2 separate regions of the Oryzias latipes genome follow, and region 2 is linked to region 1. A link is a contact called in public Hi-C data. All regions are on one chromosome and are shown on one strand. Each heading gives the region's core, a stretch centred on a gene start, on an enhancer-like site or on the middle of the called end of the contact. The rest is flanking DNA. Distances are from core to core; before and after follow the strand shown.

Region 1 (3,758 bases), core at 342-2,841:
CTGCTCATAAAGTCCCTCAGTTCTAACAAAAATACCAGCTAAAGCTCGTCTTTAGCGGTGTAGCTTTCCACAGAATCCGGTGTCAGACCGTGGAACAAGTGAACAAAACAATGAAGCTCAGAGACGCGAGTCTGTCTGGCATTTTGCGGCAGTTTTCACACTACATCTCCCATGATGCATTGGGTTAAAGTTACAGCGTCTCAGCACACGAGTCTTTCTTGTTAAACTTCTTGAAACAACAACAAACACACATCAGACAGGTTTTAAATCTTCTAACTTAACTTTTTTTACATCTTTTAGAAAAAACAGCTGCAGCTTCCAGCTTTTTCTGACACAATAATTATCACTAAAATGCATGTGAGATTGTGGATGGACTGTAGATCAATACAGACTATGAGTTTCTCCTTTTTTTTCTTTTTTTTTCTTGGATGCTGGTGTTCCGCTGGATTTTGGTCAAGGTTAAAGTGTGCCGTGGCTCAGAAAAGGTTGAAAAACACTGCCATGCAGGACAAGCGAGCTGACTCTTTTGCTCAATTTGCCTGTGTTCCTGTTTTTCATTTCATTTCAACAGGAAGGTTTCTTTCTCCATCAACTTTATAATGTAAAACAAATTCCATTGTTTCATTGATGAACAGTTATACTTCCACCACTGTTTTTAAGTTTTTATATTGCGCTTTTAGTTTTCTAAATCTTTATGGTTGTAAAGGCAAACAGTTATTCTTGCAAAAAATGCGGAAACATGATACTGCCACCGCCATGCTGCACTGCTAGACCTATGATGCTGTGTATTTTTAGCTTTCCCCTTTTTCTTCAAAATCTAGCAATAATTGTCAATGTATTGAGAAATTCTCTAGGACAAAGTCTATCCTTCATTAGCAGCTTCTACAAGCCGTCACTTTATTGAACACATATAAAAACTGGATTTGTACTTTTTTAAATTCTCTTTTTTAATTCATATATTTTTACGCCAACTCATAGGCATTTATGCTCCTTTCTTTTCATTTTTACTTGTATCCCCCAGTATCGAGCTGCTGTGAGTCACTATTGTAATGACAAAAGAAAAGATTATAAATCTGAAAAGGAACGTTTCTTTTTTTTAATCACACCTGAAACACTTCCTCAACTTTATTTGGAAACTAACCTAAAGAAAATAACACAATGAAAAAGTGTGTCATTGTTATTTTGAAACAGCTGTATTGAGCAGAAGAGGTGGACATTCAAAGATTATGTGCAGAAACCTTTAACCCTTGTGTTTTCTTGCGGGGTACAGATGACGTTAACGTTGGGAGTGGGTCATCTGGACCCCTCAAGATAGCACAAGGGTTAGGCAGATGCGCTGGGATTGAGAGCAGCAGTTCTGCCAGTCGTCCAGCAGAGGTCGCTGTTGTGCGCATGTTTGAGCGTCACTTTTAGCTGCAGGTCTCCCGCAGCTCCACATGTATGCAGGTTCCTCTCGCTGATCGCGCGCTGCGCCGCCTCCTTTCCTCATCCGGGATGCGGGTGGAGGAGCCGGACTGCAGGAGGCGCAACAAGACCCCCCCCCCCCCCCCCCCCCCCCGAAGGATGCTTAAATATTCAATGAGCTGCGGGCGGAGGGGCGGGCAGGCGTCGTCAGCAAGGGACAACTTGACAACAACGAACGAGCGGCTTTTCATTCATTTTCGGAGCTTTGCGGAGACACCAGCACCCCCTCGTCGACCGGACACGGACTCCTCGCGCCGTCTTCCCCCGTTCCCAAAACTTTCTTCCCCCCCCCACCACCACCATGGAGCCGCAGAGGACGGGTACCGGCGCCGCGGTACGGCATGCAAATACGTACTCTGACGTCGGCGATCATGTGGCTTTTGGCGTAGATCCTCCTTGTGATCGCCAATTTTTTTCTTCCCGTCGACCGTCGTCTCCTCGGTTATCGGACCGCCGCGAAAGTGCTGGAAGCCCCTCGGCGTGGTCGTTGGTGTAATGGTCGCGGGGGGATTGAACCGCAGCACCTGAGCCGAAGCAGCAGCGGGCAGGTAAGCAGCGGATCAACTCCCTCCCCCTGTTTTCCCACCGCGGCTCCTCCTATCGAAAGTTAAAAGTGGACGCAGTTGTCGTCGCGGCTCGCGAGCGGCCGCGCGCCCCCGGAGACACGTTTGAACTTGTCTCGCCGCGTGAACTTTGACCGCGGACACCTGCGAACCGACACGCCGTCCGTTAAGTTGTTAGCGGAACGTTTTGGCGGCTGAGCGCGTGTTTCTCCCCGGTCTGCCGGGATCGAGGCGGGAGGGAACCGCGAGGAGAAACGTCGTGTCTACTTTCCCTCCTCCTCCCCGTGTCGACATAACCAGCAAAACATGGCCGTCTGTGCCGACATGTTGTTACGTAGATGGCGAAGGGGGGGACATTTGGGGAGAGGGCTGCTCCGCGCGCCCCTCCGCCCCTCGCGGCGCGGTCAGGCCGGCGGAAATGACCGTCAAGGCGCCGGTGCCGGCTTCCTTTGGCGGGGCGGGGAGAACTTTCGGAGTCGGCCGGTGTTTGTAGACTTTGACTCCGCTTTGAAGGCGTAACGTTGCCCCTGGTGATGCCGCCGCTGCCTCCTCCGAGACCGCGGCTCCCGCTGCAGACACGCCGACTCCTCGATGCAGAGCAGCGCCCCACCGGCGGCCAATAAGTCCAGCGGCCACACGGATGTCCTTCCAGCTGCTCACTGACCTGCTCTCTGATGTAGAGTCCTACTGTTTGTTCCTGCATAGCTGCAGCTCACAAGTCACTGTAGTCCGTGGGGTCTTTCTTCTCTTTCACTCCACTGAGGGTCACAGTGGAGACGAACTCAAACCTGCAACCAACCTCTGCATACGTGAGGACTGCAGGTTGGAAGTAGAAAACCAGGATCCAGGTAGAGGTCACCTGTGTGCCTCTGATGCAGAACTGTGACGCCGTTTTAAAGGCCTTTTGATGGTTGGTCACAGGCTTGTCTTTAAAGTCCCACTCTCATCATCTTTTCTTCTGTTGTTTTCCAGTGGGCTTTGAATTATGATTATGACATTTTTAGCCAAAAGAAACCCTGTTTTCTTGGGCATAGTTTCTGCAGAGCGGCAGGAGTTCATTAGACCCCCCCCCCCCCTGCTGAGAGCTGTCTGTTTACACTCTCCCCCTAGCTTATAAGAAAACCCAACCTCAAGCTATCATCACCGTTGCAACAAAGATGGTGATCAATATCAGATCTACAGGTACAGTTTAGATCCAGATTCCAGGAAAACAAAGAGTTTCATGGATCTGTTTGTCGTACTGGATGATCAGAATGGAGCAGAGCAGGAAGCTCGTTCTCTACGTCACAAATCTTTTCATCTTCTCCTGATTCACAACGACTTGAATAAAGAAACACTCGGGCAGTTTTGTGCTTAATTTTCTTTCTTTATGTCATCATCAATCAAAAAAATACCACAAGAACACGTCAAAACACCGACACACAATTTTCATCAGAGTGGTTCTCTAAACATAGAAACATTTTTTTTCCAGAACATGGATTTTTTTTACAATGTTAGGTGGAAACCACATTCTTTACAGTCACATGTTTACCTTTAAAAACTATAAACTTTGTTAAAACATAGAAGTAAAATGTTTGAATTAAAAAGGTACAAAGAAGACAAGCAGCAGCCTAGCCTGTCCTACGTGTGAAGGTGCTAACCACGCAGGTGCAGAAATCACGCGTGCAGATAAACACCTCATTCAAGCCTAAAGGACGATGCTATCATGTCGTTTCAGAAACATCCCATAAA
Region 2 (3,758 bases), core at 421-2,920, 65 kb before region 1:
ACAGGAACGACCAGTAGGGGGCACTGTTTTTTTTCTTCCGGAAAAATCAGAGGCAGTCAGACTGAGAGTCAAGGGAAGAATGGCGGCCCATCTCGGTGGTCAGAGCCCCGAAGTAAGTAGCCTCTATGTTCAACACTAACATCTACTGTCTTCATGTATTGATTGAGTCATTGTCTGGATACGTTTAGAAGGGAAGGCCAATAGGAAAAGTCTGACTGAGTCTAATTTCTCTCCATAGCTATACAATAAGCTAAGTTTGAAGTCAGCTCGACTTCAAACTTAATGCTAACCAGGACAATGATATGATTTTTTGCTAGTATTGAGCAAATAATCTGTATTTTCTAAGTTATGTACCTAATTGCAGTTCATTTTGATTACAGTGACAAAAACTAGTGTAATATATATAAATGACTCATTTGAAACAAAATGAGAATACAATCATCATCATCATACAATCACAACGGCAGACAAACTTGTGAACATTTATAGAACTTTGAAATGTTGTTCACCTTTCAATCCCTTCAGGGGTCACTACGGAAAATCAGCTTTCACTGATCAGGGGCTTTGGCAAAGATTTTCATCCTTATAATGTAACCAAAACTTAAAGAGCAATTTGTTTTTTTTGTCTTTCATCAAGTTTTTCTATTGTCAAGAGTATGGAGCAAAAAGATTTGGACTCATTTTAACAACATATTTATTAATTTTAGATCCTAGCTCTTAATGAGAAATAAAATTTCAGATGAACTCTGAGAAAAGCTTGGTGTAAAGCAAAGATAAGTTAAAATAACTTAAAACCTGGTAAAGAAAAAATCCTTAATGTCTAAAAACAAGGTTTTATTTCTTTGGAAGGATCAAATAGTTTGCAATTTAATGTTGATGTTAACTTTGCACAAAACGTTGTGGTATTAATGCTTCATTGCTATCCTTCACCTTTCAGCACATCCCGGTAGGAGTCGCCACAGCGAATCAGCTTCGACTGATTTGCACAGGTGGTTTGGCAGAGAGTATTTATGCTGGATGCCCTTCCTGACACAACTCTGTATTTTCACGGCTCAGAGAGACCCAGATAGGCAGCAGCGTGAAGGGTCTCATTTGAGCTCACTGCACGCCCTGGAAGCAAACCCCGGTTCAGCTGTGCTACAACCCCCCCCCCCCCAAATGAGCCATTAATTAAAGAATTATTGATCTTATGTCATTGTTTATTTATTTGTTACATTTAGTGTGTGTGGGGAGGGAGGGGGGGAAAGTGTGAAGGCGGGGTGGGGGGGGTAGAAGAGAATAAAAGGGAGGGAGGGGGGGAGAGTGGGGGATACAAGCGCCGAGTTGAAAGTTTAAGGTTATTTTTTTAAGCTGTAACCATACCAGATCTGCTGAGACGACAAACATTACATCACGAAGATGAGTTGAAGACATCTGTCTGTCAACACACTGTGGGTTAGGAGGAGGGATGAAGCAGACGGAGCTGTGGGGCAGTGTGCACGTGCACATGCACGTGGGGGTGGAGCTAAATGAACGCTGCCGAAGTGAACCGTGTGTTGAGGGGAACCAGATCCTCCCCAGCCAGACCAGGAGAGAGGGGGAGAGATCCCCAGGCCAGGAGCACCCCCGGCGACTGGACCTACGCAGCCTGGGGTGGGGGGGACGCCCTCCCAGCAAGGCACAGAGGCCCCCTACAGGGGCCCCCCCTGACACCGGGAGGCATAGGTGATCCCGGTCTGTCCCCACTCATGCACTCTCTCGCGCGCACACACACACAATCTTTTGGTTGCCCCCCATCCCCCGTTGCTGCTCAGTAACCCCCTCCGGCCGATTAACTCCCCAGCGCTGCACGCCCGACCACCACTGCAGCCGACAAGACACCCGCAAGCCTGGCCGCCCTGAGAGGACCAGGCGGGTGAAGACCGGCCGCCCCTCCCCGACCCCACCCATGTATGATGGTGTGGGTGTGCTGTGTGTGTGCTGCAGGTAAAATAGGAGGTCTCCAGTGTGGCGGGCCCCACCGCTGCCAAGCAGCAGAGCCCCCCCACTCCAGGGTCCCTCTGTGTGTGGTGTGTATTTGCTGTGTGTGTGCTGCTAACATGCAGTGTGTGTGTCTACAGTGAAAGTTAAAATTGTGGGGGGGACCAGTGAAAGATGAGTACGGATGTTTCACTGTGCCCCCCTCCACCAGACCCTCCCCACAAGGCCCGAGATGAATCAGGGTGTCTAATATGCGAGTAATAGTGGAATGGAGGGCGGGCGCCGACGCGACCCCAGAGAGAGATGCCCCCAGTGAGCCCCGTCAGCATAACCCCCCCATCCAGTTCCCTATGTGCCTATGTGCAACGTTTGTTTTGGTGGGAGCAGGGGGGGAGCAGACGGATGGGCACAACCGAGGGAAGAAGGCTCCCCCGAGCGACCGGCCCGGTACCAACCCAGAGGGGCAGGAGGTCCAGCCCCACTATTCATGCCCTGCCTAAAAGACTAGCACACCGCCCCCCCTCCAGGGCACTCCCTCCCCACCGAAAATGTAAATAAATAAAAAGCAAAAATAAATGAACAAAACAAGTCACATGCAACTCTTTACTCCTCTAACTGCTCCTTTTTTCTGTCCCCCTTTGATTTCAGGGTTCATCTGACTGTCTTTAAGTTTGTGGACAAACACAAACTGTTGCCATGGTTTTTGCAATTTTTGGCCAAGTAAAATACAACTGTGCATCACTTCTGAGAAAGATGACCTCTTGAAATCCCTCAGCCCCAAGTGTTGCTTAATACAAAACCATTCTTAATAACTGCTCATTAAAACCTGATGTTTGAATTTGCTTTTTGTAGTTTTTTAGGTTTGATGAGATTGTTTTGCTTTAGGATCTTCAGATACGCATGCAGGTTTTATTCTTGCTTTTTGTGCATGAATGCAAACATTACCCATGAGGCCACCTGACTGAGGCTGATGACTGTCACTGAGCACATGCTGGTGGTGTTTTTATCAGCATGTTTCCATGAGTGAAACAGAGAAAGTGTGAAAAGGAAACAAGGTGAGACAAAGCCTCATAAAATGTGTTTGAGAGTTTGATACCTTATGTTTGATGTGAAGCAGCTGAGGTGTAGCGAGCTTTGGAGGCTGTTGACGTATCCGTTTTTTTTTTACCCTTCTCCCTACATTGTAGAGGTTGAGGAAAAAGTCCCCGTCCTTCTCCAGTTGCATGACGACATGGATCAAAGGCAGTGCCTCTTCAATTGAAAACTATTGTAAGTCAGAGCAGCCTGCGACAGACTGGCGAACAGTCCAGGGTGTCCCCTGCCTTGTGCTTTGTGGTTGTTTGTGGTAAAAACCGTCCTCACTTTAGATGAGGTGCTGCAAAACAATTAAATAAACTGTTAACAAAGTTAATTAATACATTTGTAAAGCTTATAAGCATTTTAGTAATATGGATTTAGAAGATAATGGTCTGACTTTAGTTGTTAATGAATCTTATTAACACTTTCAGGTATTTGCAAGACATCTATAATGCTAATAAATGTCTCACTAGAACCCCAAACAATAATAATACTTCTTAATTTGTTAACAAAGGTTGTTAATAAATCTTATTAAGCTTATTAACACTGAGACATTTGTTAGGCATCAATAATGCCAATAAATGTATCATTAGCATCTTAAAAACATCCTAATAATAATGCTTGTAAATGTGTTAAATAATTTAATAAACATTATAAGACTTATTGTACTAATAAATATTTTACTAACACCCTAAAAATTCTATTATCATGCTTGTTAAAGC

The links. A called contact is a pair of places that touch in the nucleus more often than the background predicts.
Region 2: a Hi-C map of gastrula embryo shows a contact between it and region 1, with 1.7 times the contacts expected there. The contact joins the enhancer-like site here to the promoter of zhx2 in region 1. A contact is called at or near these places in 3 of 5 Hi-C or Micro-C datasets (embryo, fibroblasts and gastrula embryo).

Annotation. Positions count from the first base shown.
Region 1 is chr16:1,309,916-1,313,673 of ASM223467v1, reverse strand. zhx2 (zinc fingers and homeoboxes protein 2) reads left to right here and starts at 1,591. Exons shown (of 13, transcript XM_020701844.2): 1 at 1,591-1,798. LOC110014805 (a long non-coding RNA gene) reads right to left here and starts at 1,925. Exons shown (of 2, transcript XR_002289800.1): 1 at 1,820-1,925.
Region 2 is chr16:1,374,918-1,378,675 of ASM223467v1, reverse strand. No RefSeq gene overlaps it. Among protein-coding and RNA genes, the nearest start is that of zhx2, 65 kb to the right of the region's middle. Within about 2 kb of position 1,670, at least 4 of the 8 cell types and tissues checked have an H3K27ac peak or open chromatin away from gene starts, as enhancers often do. A contact at or near this core is called in gastrula embryo, where this site is marked.